2 separate regions of the Pan troglodytes genome follow, and region 2 is linked to region 1. A link is a contact called in public Hi-C data. All regions are on one chromosome and are shown on one strand. Each heading gives the region's core, a stretch centred on a gene start, on an enhancer-like site or on the middle of the called end of the contact. The rest is flanking DNA. Distances are from core to core; before and after follow the strand shown.

Region 1 (5,732 bases), core at 1,805-4,304:
ATCATTACTCTTCTCAGGGTATTCTATTTCAGTTCTTCCTCTGACATCATATTTGCATGTTAAAGGGTTTTAGCATTCAGGGATGAAATGTTCTGAATAGTAATGTGCAGTTAAGTTGATTTTTTAAAAACGGAAAACAGCAAACAGACATTATATATAGGGACTAAAGAGAACAATCTCATAATTTTAAAATCGAACTCAAGTTTTAATAGCTTTCTATAGAACATCATAAACGGTAATGATTCAATATAATTCATTAATTAGCAAATTATGCAAAATGCTATCAGCAGAGTTTGGGGAGAAGAATCTTTTTCCTTGGCTTTTATAAGTCTACTGCATTTCTTTTCTTCCTGTAAAAAAAAAAAAAAAAAAATGCTCTTTTCTTTGCTCTCCAGCAACATCTACTGGAAAATTCAGAAAAATGCTATTTATATGAATCAAATAGTTTGAGTAAGGATAGCTTTGATTACCATCTGCCTAAAAAGTACATGCTGAACTACAATCCAGTTTACAATGAAATTATTTCTGCTTACTTTAGTTCTATTTTGTTCTTTAAGGAAAGGACAGTTGTTTGACGAGGCAAATAGCCAAGTCGCAACTTCAAATTTATCATTGCCTCACCTGGAAGAAGTCATTTTCATAAATAAAAGCAAAGCATATATGATACAGACAACATACTTCTCTTGGCCCATCCCTTCAACACTTGCCACTTATTTGAGAAATAATCATCATTATCAGCAGCAGAATAACAGCTTTCAATAGTTAGGTATAGCTGGAGTCAGAGAAAAATTTCATGCAGGAAAAAACGATGTAGAAAAAAAAAACGAGATTGAATTTGAGAAAAGCTACTTCAAGATTCTGCAAAGTTTCTTAAGCTGAAAAAAAATTACATGTGATGCGATTTTAAAAACTCACTATGCTACCACCAGCACGATTGCATCAAACATTCGACAGCAGTGTCTTTTTCTCTTGTCTACATCTTTCCCTATTCTTTCAACCATGAGGAAAAATTAAGCCTCCCCAACCTGTATCAGGGGCTTCTTAGGGAACTTCCACCAGAGATTATCTCTGGATGATGAAGTATGATCAGACCCACAGTCCATTTGGTCTCTACTCCCCACTACTCAGCAGTTTCTGATGTCCTCATAAAATTGGATTCATAGGCTGCACCCACAAGATGCCATCAGATGGTCTGGAAAACGCGAGATATGCCAGGGTATGATATTGAGGAGCAAGTTCGGTTTGGAAACTTGGGAAGAAAAAATCTTATCTCCAGACAAATACATAAAATATCCTCCCTTCCGTGGCCGCTGAAATCAACAATGCCATAGTAGTGCAGTTCTTTCTAGGACCAAACCTAGTACAGGTACTGAAGTCACCCTTGTATATATCATTCCAGAGGAGGATTCTTTTAACTGGATTTTGTACTTTTAATATTCAGATTTTCTCATAAAAACATTTAAAAATGAATTTTAAACATTCTATGCTATCTTTTAGGTAAAATCTTAGATATAATCGGGATTTCTGTTATCCTTAATTAGAAACTTGGCTAATCAGAGGTGGGTTTGGGTTTTTTTTTTTTTTTTTTTTGCTTTCTCAAATCTCAGTTTATTCATGTCAGCAATACATTTTAGCAGCAGAAGCAATGAACACAGACTCAACAAAGACTGAGGTTAAAAACACATAATCAAAACTTTAAAACAACAGAAGTAGCAACAAAAATCAAGTGCTGGGAGATCATGCATTTTGTGTTTGTTCAATGTTAAAATAGATATGAGCCTTTCAAGCTTCACCCCAAAGCTCTTTAAAGGAGACATGCCATCAAATATAATCCACAACTCTCATTCATAGCACACAAAAGGGACATATTTCTAAAAGCTACCTACAATGAAAATCCATATGTATTCCACATTTAGGATCCTGATGCAAAGTTCCGACTCGAGACTGGTAATCAGCCCCTCCATTATTGAGCCGCTTAGAATCTAGAAAGGTTTATCAAACAGCACCTCCAGAGTTAACTCCCATTTCAAACTGTCATAATTCAGTTCTCCTAATTATTTACCAGATCCCTTTCTACAACATGCCCTAACCTGATGTTTTAACTTCATATTTCATTTGGGACAACACTTAATCTCTATTTATGAACCATCAACCTGACACAGGTTAAGGAGATATAAGAAGCGCTTCACCCACAAGATCCAAGCCAAACAAACCCCAGTAGCTCGACTTAAATAAACTCTACCCTTGCTAAAACCTCCAGTGAAAAATTATTATAACACATCAGAAGTTCAGTTAGAAGAAAAATTTCAAATGCCAGCTGTCTCCTAGGGTTTAAGTCCCGGAGTTCAAAAGCAGTATCAATTGGATTATTTTTCTTTCCGTTAGCTGTTTAGAATTTAACGTAATGCAAAGGGCTATTCTGATCAAAATCATCTTTCTCATCTCTCTCCTTAAATAAAACGGAGAAGAAATCATCCAGTATAAATGCATTTACTATACAAATCTATTTTCAATTGAATTTGCTGCATGCTCTAATTCATCAAAATTAATACAGGTACTTTCTATGTTAAACAAAAGGAAGCCGACTGAAAAATCGGCTTCTGCTGCGGATGCCTTTCTCAATTACAAAACGGTGAAAACAGAGATTTAACTAAGCCACTCGGTCAAACCCTCCGATCGGCGCTTACCTGCCTCAGCTGAAGGCTTCCTTCCCTTGTTAGCAGCGTGCAGCATCTCTAGCTCGCTCCAATCCTTACCACCGGTCTCAAATTACACTGCTAAGTCCACCCCCCGCCTTTTTTTTTCTTTCTTTTTTTTTCTTTTCTTGTTTTTTTTTTTTTTTCCAGCAAGAAAATGCTTATTGAAAGTGATTAGTTTTTGTTGTCCCTTTTAAGTCCCTCCTGCGGGAAGGAACAGGGGAGCAATGTGACGCCACCTTTTAATCTTTTGTAAGAGTGAAAAGGCAGAAAAGGAACGCTCGATCAAACTGAGCTGCATACATGCCTAAAACTCGCAGGAGAGGCTGCTGCTGCCTGGCGAAAGCACCGCTAGGCTTGAGTGTAAGAACAGAGAAGAGAGGAGAGTCAATGAATTGTGACAACGTATGTGCATCAAAGGCAGGAGGAGAGAGAGAACAATGAGCGAGGGAAAGACAGCGAGGAGAGAGGGAGAGAAGCAGAGAGAGAGAGAGGGGGAGAGGGGGAGAGAGAGAGAGAGAGAGACAGAGAACATCAAGAAAAGATAGAGCGGGTTTCAGGCAAAGGATTCTCAGAATAAAGCCACAGTGCAGTGTCTGGCAGCTTCTGTTTTTATCTCAGCGAGCATGATACACTGCCTCTCTCATTTAGAAACACATTCGTGTATCTCCCAGGTTTGAAAACTGAGATAATCGCAGTGTGTCTCTGGGTTTGTCTGATTGGCATTTAACTGTGTGGTATACCTGTGATTTTTTAGGATGCATTTATGTGCAATTTATTTCGCATATTTATTTATGTAGGCAAAAATGAAAGCTGCTAATTTCTACGGCAATTTGCAATGTAGTTTTACTGGCAGATGGAACTCTACTTATCATAACTGCTGACAAACTGCCATGGGTAAACAAAAGAAGAAACAAATGCTTCGTCTTGATAATTGTCTTAAAGAAAAAAAAAAAGAGCCCACACCAAAATATTAGCACTACAAAACCTGTGTTTCCTAGTTCAAGTTTAAACGGTGTTTCTCTTCATTAGTTTTCATTAATAAAGGCAAAATAAAAGGGAGGGCATGGTGTCTGAAGGAAAGGTATTGGAAAAGAAGCTATTAGGAAAGTGAAAAACCTAAATTATTTCTGGTTTCCCTCCAAATGTGACAACAGGATTGCTTTCGTGAGTCCTGGAACAGAGTTTTTGAGTCACTATTGCTACAGACTTTTACTGCATCCTTCTCCCTTCCTGTACCATTTTAAAGAAGGTTCCATTTTTGACACGAAGTCGAAAAGAAATGATTTCCCAATTCAAATTGTTTCAAATGGTGTGTCACCAACTTTGTTCCATTTCTACTCATCTCCTACCACATGGGGGCTAGGATTACACAGTTAAATTCCCTAAGTGACCTCTTTTATAAGAATGTAAATTGCTGGTTCCAAGGTCAACTATTTGGTATAAGTTATTGGTGAAAATGACTGCTTATCTTTCATGGTAAGCAGAGCTAAAACAGTAGTAAGTGAACAGGAAGAGGAGATGCCCAAGCTTTTGACTGGCCATCTCTTCGAAATTAAGCAATTCCAATATCCGAAAGTAAATTCTATGTGCCCTACTTATAACAATTATCATTTTAGAAACATAAAAAATAGAAAAACCCAAGTACACAACCATTTCAACTATCTTATGTCCCAACAACATATCCCCGGACCCTAGGCATCTTGCAATTTGGAATTCCTATGTAAGCCACCAGATATAGAATGAGAAATGGTCCAAGAAGAATAACACTCTCTTCCCCCACACTGGCCACATTGCTGTGCCCAAAGAGGGATTGCTTAATCTTGTTAAACTCGAAGTGTCATACTCTTCATGGTTTGCCAATAGGAGGGTATGTTTTTCCCTTGGACCCAAATAAAGAAGTAATCCCCACCTCCACCCTAATGTGCTTAGGATGAAACTCTACTTATCATTAAGGCAGAGCAGAGAGTGGAGAACACACAGGGGCTGAACAGAAGGCAGCTGGCCAGAGAACAGAGAGTGCTCAGATGTAGAAGGGAAAAGGGAGCTGCAAGGCCTGGCTAGCAGGGAGGGAAGTGGTGACTGGGAAATCCGGAAATCTCTGCGGACATTTTGCGGAGTGTATTGGAAGCAGCCTCCTTTAAATGACATTATTGATACAGGTTCTATAGTTAAAATTTACTTTATACAAGGGAATAAGTGGACTGAGAATTTTCTGCCAATAAAAATAAAGACCCAGTTACAAGGACGCAACTATTTCAACACGCAACTATTTCAGCACAATAAAAACAGGGGAAGGGGCCCGAGGTTTATTGAACAGCATCTGCAAAACATTGTCAATGAAAGATAAAAAGAAATCTCCAAAGCAGACAAAAGGAGAGATTTTTTTAAAGCTACAAATGGCTATCAGTGCTGTTGTTTATTTTTACCGCTTCCTTAGTGAGGAGGTGGGTTCCCTGAGTGGATATCATTTGTAGTGGAGTGGATATGTGTGATTTAAGATACCTTGAGTAGGGTGGGGGGCTAGGTGATTATACTGGGGTGACCAAGTCATATTAATATTTCTTACAGGAATGTAACTTTTATGTGACTTATTTCTCTGTGGGAGAGCTTTACATTCATATGCTTATATGACAGCGTATGATACGGTAGTTAAGTGCTCAGTTTTTGGAACCAGGTTACCCTGCCTAAGATTGAATCCCAGCTCCACTACCTACTGCTGTGTGACCTTGACTGAGTTATTTTGTCTCACTGTGTCCTCATCTTAAGATGGGTGTAAGGCTACCTGCTTCATGGGTTGTCATTAAGAATAAACGATGCCTGTGCCGTGGTAGGTCCTGCTCCCAGCACATAGCAAGTGCATCAGTAAATGTGAACTTCTATTGTTAGGAAACCCACTCAACAGCTTTTTAAAATTTTAAAAATGGATAACATGGACAATATTTCATCACCTCAAAATGGATGACTCATAAAGACTTCTTTCCACTCTGACCTTCTTTACAAGCTACAGTTCTTCAAACTCTCCTCTGGGTTTTC
Region 2 (5,732 bases), core at 2,263-4,762, 640 kb before region 1:
TAATCAATACTTTCATGTTTAATAAACAGAAACAAAAGGCATTTAAAACATCAGAAAACAAAGCAATTCTAAGTATTTGGATACGGGGTGTCTAGTGCGGTACTCAGTAACAGACAGTTTGTCCTCCTGCTGACAAGTACATTCTCTGGGACCAGGGCAAGGATTTTAATTCCAATCCACTGTAGTTTGGGGACACTTACAATGCATAGGCTGCTGCGTTTCCTTATGAGAGAAGTAGTAGGAACTGGAGTTTCTACTTTAGGGAGCAGAGCTTTAGGGTAGGGACTAGAATCTCATGGGCCAAAGGGAGAAAAACAGATTTTCTTTAACTTTTAAGAAGATTCAGCTGCCTCCAGCTCTACTTACTTCCCCCAAGGAACATCTTCAGATGTAGGTCTTTTTGCAAATGACTCTGCATGTAGGAGTGAAGCGCTGTAAGTTCCAGCAATGGGATCTCAATGCCAACCCAATGGAACTGGCCCAGCCTTGGCTGGAGTGGGACTGGAGGCTGCCTTTGAATTATGTAGTCAATAAATATTCATCAAGCACCTGTGATGTGCCAAACACAGTTCAAGGCACTGGAGATACGGCTGGGAAGAAAAGGGAGCAAAATTCTTGCACTCATGCTAGCTGAAGAGGGCAAAACTAAACCAAGATAGAAAATAGACAGCATGTCAGATGGTGAGTAATAGGTGCTAAGGACTAAAATAAAGAAGGGAGGGAGTGGAGAAAGAGAGAGTATAGGGAGTAGACAGTGTAATTTTAAGGACAGTACTGTTCTTTTCAGGAATACAGATGCATCTTCCCTAGTCTGGGAACTTAGCAGGCATGATAGGGTTTCCAAAAGGCATTCTGTATCAGCTCTATTTCTGCCCAGCTCTTCACTTCCCAGGACAAAGAGGAGAGAGAGGCAACTTTTAAAGGGGCCCATTCCAGCCTTCATGAATTGCATGGCAGCTTATTCTGTAAAATCACTCTTGAACCCCACACCATGGGAAGTCAACTTCCATCTTTTCCTTTGATCTGACATTTGCCCCTTCCCCAGTTGCTGGATTGGGAGAAGGAGTTGAACATGACTAAAGAGGCTCTTTATCATTTCTGTCTTCTGGAGGGCCTCTTTTTAAGGGTGATGTGTTTTTCTGCCCCTCTGAGCCCGAAGTTTGCTAAGGCAGACTCTGCTCCTGCAGGGGATGAGAGACCAGCAGGCAGCACTGGGAGGTGGGAAGAGAGCAGGAGAAATGCAAAGTGAGGTATTAAAAAGACCTAATGTGCAAGCTGCATTCTTCAATTCTGCTTTTCCAAAATAAGTCTCTATCTGTCTGACTCTTGTATCCACTCTACAGTTAGTTGAGTGAAACCTGAGGGGTAGGAAGGAGACAGAGGTGTGCTTAATAATTCCTCTCAAATCCCATTAGCCTATACTCTGAGTTAAACTTCTATATGCCAAGCGCTTTGCTAATTTCTAAAAATGTATTATCTCAGTGGATTAGCACAGGGCTCCTGTTGTTAATTTGCATTTTTATCCCCATGTAACAGATGAGACATTGAGGCTCAGAGAGGTTAAATAACGTGTCCAACGTCAATCAGTAAGCATGTGGCAGAGATGGACTCCACACCCCTGTCATCCTGATCCTAAGACCTAGGAGCTTTCTGGTATAAGATGCTGCCTTTTGGGGAAGACTGTGAAAACCTGAGTTCCCTCAGGGATGTAACTAAATCAGGCTACTTCTTCTATCAAGACCCAATGGCCTGCATCTGGGGAAATCTTAATTCCAAGGTTGGATGTCTTGGAAGTTTCTGGAACTGGCTGATCATAAAATGGGTCCAGGAAGATTCGATAGTGTTATTTTTTCCTACCCCTCTCTCTCTCCTGCTTCCAGAGTCATTGATAGGCTGGTCTTATTGAGTTACATCTTCCCAAAAATTCAGGGACAGTTCCCATGTGGAGTCTGAAGGTGGAGTTACAAATTCCATTCATAGCCCTGCTTTACAACGCTAGTGTGCAATGCAAAGAACGCTGGGCTTGGAGATCTGGATTCCAGTCCTGCTTCACTACCAACTCCCTGTGTGGTCTTAGGGGAGTCACTTCGATTCTCTGAGCCTCAGTTTCTTTATCAATAAAATGGGGATAATCAAATCCATATTTAGACAGTCACTGTGACAACACGGCAGATAAATGGCTTCTCTACCTCATGTTCTATGCAGAAAAAAAAGATATGGCCACTCTTCTCACCTATAGGGGGATTTGTACTCTGCCCCCCGTAACAGAGTGGGAAGAGAGGAATCCCCCTAAGGAAGCTCTCACTGAAGGACAAATCATTTTCTTTCTTTCTTTTTCTTTTTTTTTTGAGACAGAGTGTTGCTCTGTCGCCCAGGCTGGAGTACAGCTGCGTGATCTCAACTCACTGCAACCTCCACCTCCTGAGTTCAAGTGATTTTCATGCCTTTGCCTCCTAAGTAGCTGAGACTATAAGTATGCACCACCACACTTGGCTAACTTTTGTATTTTCAGTAGAGATGAGGTTTTTCCATGTTGGCCAGGCTGGTCTCAAACTGCTGGCCTCCAGTGATCCTCCTGCCTTAGCCTCCCAAAGTGCAGAAATTACAGGCATGAGGCATCGCTCCCGACCAGGACAGACTTTTCTAGTAGCCTCACAGCCTCTGTGTGGTTTTCTTCATCACCCTTTCTCTAAAGTTTTGGCTAAGGCTATGCAGTGTTGGTCTTGACCACACTGCCCTGACAGGAGGTGAAGTTATGTCTGATTTTTAAGTTGGCTGTGTGTCTTCCAATTGGCTGATCATGTGCCAAAAGTGCCATAAAACAAAAAGAACTCACCATCTTTTCAGGTAGAAAAGAAAACCCTATACATTTGAACCCCACAATGGAGAATTTGTGATCACTGGATTTATCTACATTATGAAAAAAAGGGCAGCTTATCAAATTAAGATAAAAAAATTCAGTTTCAATGTAACTTCTGAACATTTTAAAACACAATTACGAGTCATGCCTATGTTTTCATTAAACTAGGGACACTTTCTGGAAAATACTTTCCCTTTTAGAGTTCAGATCTGTGGATGCACTTGAACCCAAGCTTCTTTATGACAGTCTGTAAACCAGGCCCAGTTCAGGCTGGCCTCCCTGAGACGGATGTTTTTTCCCCCTCTTTCAGGAGAGCCAACAAATTGTTTCTGAAATGCATTAGGTCTTTGGTTGAAACTGTCAGAAAGGAAGATGAAAATCTCGGAGGTGTTTGGGTGAGTGTATAGCTTCAGCCTAATTCGGTATGAGAGCCAAGGACAGCACTCAGATGGTACCCTCGAGGGCAGAATCACTGGCTGGTAAAGTTTGATCAAAACTACAGTGTCCTGAAGGGTATTAAGATGCTTCAGAAATCTCAAGCATCATTAAGGTGCTTGAGAAAGAGTTGCCCAAAGAAGAAAGTCAGAACCAGGGAAAGCAATTCTTCTGCAATGCACTAAATATCCAGCAGGTGGCAACAGCTTCCTTTTACATTCTCCCAAGACCATTGGCATACAAACAGGAAGTAAACATTGCTGGGTTTAGGAATGATCAACAATGAGGTTTTCTGTTCTCCCTCTTGTCCCCCCCCTCCTTTTTTTTTTTTGCTGTGCCAACTCTCCCTAACTTACTACATTCTCAGCTAGCAGCAGCATCCAGACAAAACACAAGCAAGGACTCCAAGTACACAGGGGTTAACACACTCCTTCATCACCTAGGAGAGCCAGATATTTATAAATTCTGCTCCAGTCTCAGCCAGCCACTGGGAGAATCATGCCTAGTAACTTCCTCCAACCAGCATCCCACCATTAGTACCTACAGCAGCAGACACTTTGACCAAGAGCTGCCTGCAGGAGCTAGGAAAAACAGCTTTTTGCAAAACAAGCGTCAGGACTATTAAGTATGAGATAATTGTTAGGGGAAATATGACCAGCTCTCGCATCTTTTAATATACCTAATGCTTTATCTGTATCGATCTGCTTCTGCTAAGGAGGAAATTCAGAGTTTATCTACCTGTCTGTGCAGTCAAGTGTGTTGCTGGACCTATTGGCAAATCACAGGAGCCCCACTGGGATCTTGCCTTTTAGGTTCTAATTTCCGCACCCATGGCAAACTTGAATAATCAGCAAAGTTAATCAACATTTTACCTCCCAGGTGCTGTGCATGTCCAATATCCTGAAATTTGAACAGCAAGCAGGCAACAGGAATTCCCAACTCTAGTAGGGAGGATGCTCAATATCAGAGATCCATTAGAGCAAATCATTTCAGAGTCAGGGAGAGGGGACATGAATATCTTGAGGCCATAAGACATCATTAAAGTTAGAAAGACAACGTGACAAAGCAATTTAAAAAGCTACACAAACGACCCAGTCCTAATGCCAGCTAGGGCAAGGGAAGGGCTCTTCAGAGATGCTTTACAAACCCACTTACTCATAGAAAGTCGTCCATCCTGTTTCATCGCTCTTGGTGGCCAGGAGCCCAGTGTTCCCATCATAGGTCATGAGACCAAGCTCCAGGTTCTGTGTGGACACGACTTTGAGGCCTCCATTGGTGCCCACGGTGAGGGTGATGATCTGGTTGTCAGGCATGAGCAGGTGACGGGGCATGCCACTGCTGTCCCGACGGATCTTCAGGGAATTCCCATTATTGTCAATCAATTCAGTGACATCATTGTCAGTACTATATGTGAAATTGTACAAGTACTCCCCTGTCACCAGGCTCACAGTGTATTGGTGGATGCCATCAGCGTTGAAGACATATAACTCCTGCTCTCCGGGGGATGCAGCCTCATACTGGTTGAAGGCATTAAGAACAGGCTTGTTCTTGCTGACCGCCCTGATCCGAATATTTCCAAGGTCTGCAATGTAGATGGTACCATCTGGAGCTACAGCTAAGGATGATGGGGAATTCAAGATGGCATCAGTCGCGTAGGCATCATCTCCTGAATAGCAGTTGCAATTGACATCGTTTTTGCAGTCGCAGTCCGAGGCTGCCCCAGCTAAAAGGCAGATCTCCCCGTTGGTTGTTACCTGGCGTAGACGGTTAATCTTCTTCTCATCTGTCTCAGTGATGTAGAGGACCCCAGTGTGAGAAATGGCAATGGCACTGGCTGACTCCAGGGCAGAGTGAATGGCTAGTTTGCTGAGTGAGTAGTCAATGCCAGGAACTTGGCAGTGCATGGGGCGTCCCGCAATGATGCTGACTTGGTGGTTCTCGGTGATTCGAAGGATGACATTGTTCTCTAGAACATACAAGGAGTTATCCATGGGATTGACAGCAAGGTCTGTTGGCCACTCCAGACGAACCTGTGGATGACGTGGTATCAGATTAAAGAACAGCCTTTAATATGTCCAACGTTTAACTGTAGGGCACTTACTGGTTTTATATATCTAGGAAAAAAGACAGCTTTTTAATAACACATTGTATTAGAAATGCTCTTCATTGAACCAGCTGCTCATTGCCCATGATGAGTGGGTGTGATGGAGAAGAAGAGATAATATAATATATATTTTCTACCGTGTCACCTGCCATGACCAGAACAGGCCATCAGCTCTACCTATGATGCTGCTTCTCAGCTTCAGATGGCTGGACCAGCATCAGAGCTGTTACATATGGTTGCACAGGTAGTTCACTGCACAAGAGACCATGCCATCCAGCCCATACTCTGCTCTCCAAGCAGACGCCTATGGAAGCTATGTACATTTAGAGGCGG

The links. A called contact is a pair of places that touch in the nucleus more often than the background predicts.
Region 2: a Hi-C map of stem cell-derived neural progenitor cells shows a contact between it and region 1, with 4 times the contacts expected there. The contact joins two enhancer-like sites. A contact is called at or near these places in 4 of 7 Hi-C or Micro-C datasets (blood, induced pluripotent stem cells and stem cell-derived neural progenitor cells) and 1 of 1 datasets of contacts at active chromatin or transcription factors (stem cell-derived excitatory neurons).

What each region holds. Positions count from the first base shown.
Region 1 is chr4:165,245,738-165,251,469 of NHGRI_mPanTro3-v2.0_pri, reverse strand. The region is part of intron 14 of TENM2 (teneurin transmembrane protein 2); the gene reads right to left. Among named protein-coding and RNA genes, the nearest start is that of WWC1, 720 kb to the left of the region's middle. Within about 2 kb of position 3,054, at least 11 of the 24 cell types and tissues checked have an H3K27ac peak or open chromatin away from gene starts, as enhancers often do. A contact at or near this core is called in stem cell-derived neural progenitor cells, where this site is marked.
Region 2 is chr4:165,891,106-165,896,837 of NHGRI_mPanTro3-v2.0_pri, reverse strand. It overlaps TENM2 (teneurin transmembrane protein 2), which reads right to left. Exons shown (of 40, transcript XM_054685276.2): 34 at 4,451-5,325. Among named protein-coding and RNA genes, the nearest start is that of WWC1, 71 kb to the left of the region's middle. Within about 2 kb of position 3,512, at least 6 of the 24 cell types and tissues checked have an H3K27ac peak or open chromatin away from gene starts, as enhancers often do. A contact at or near this core is called in stem cell-derived neural progenitor cells, where this site is marked.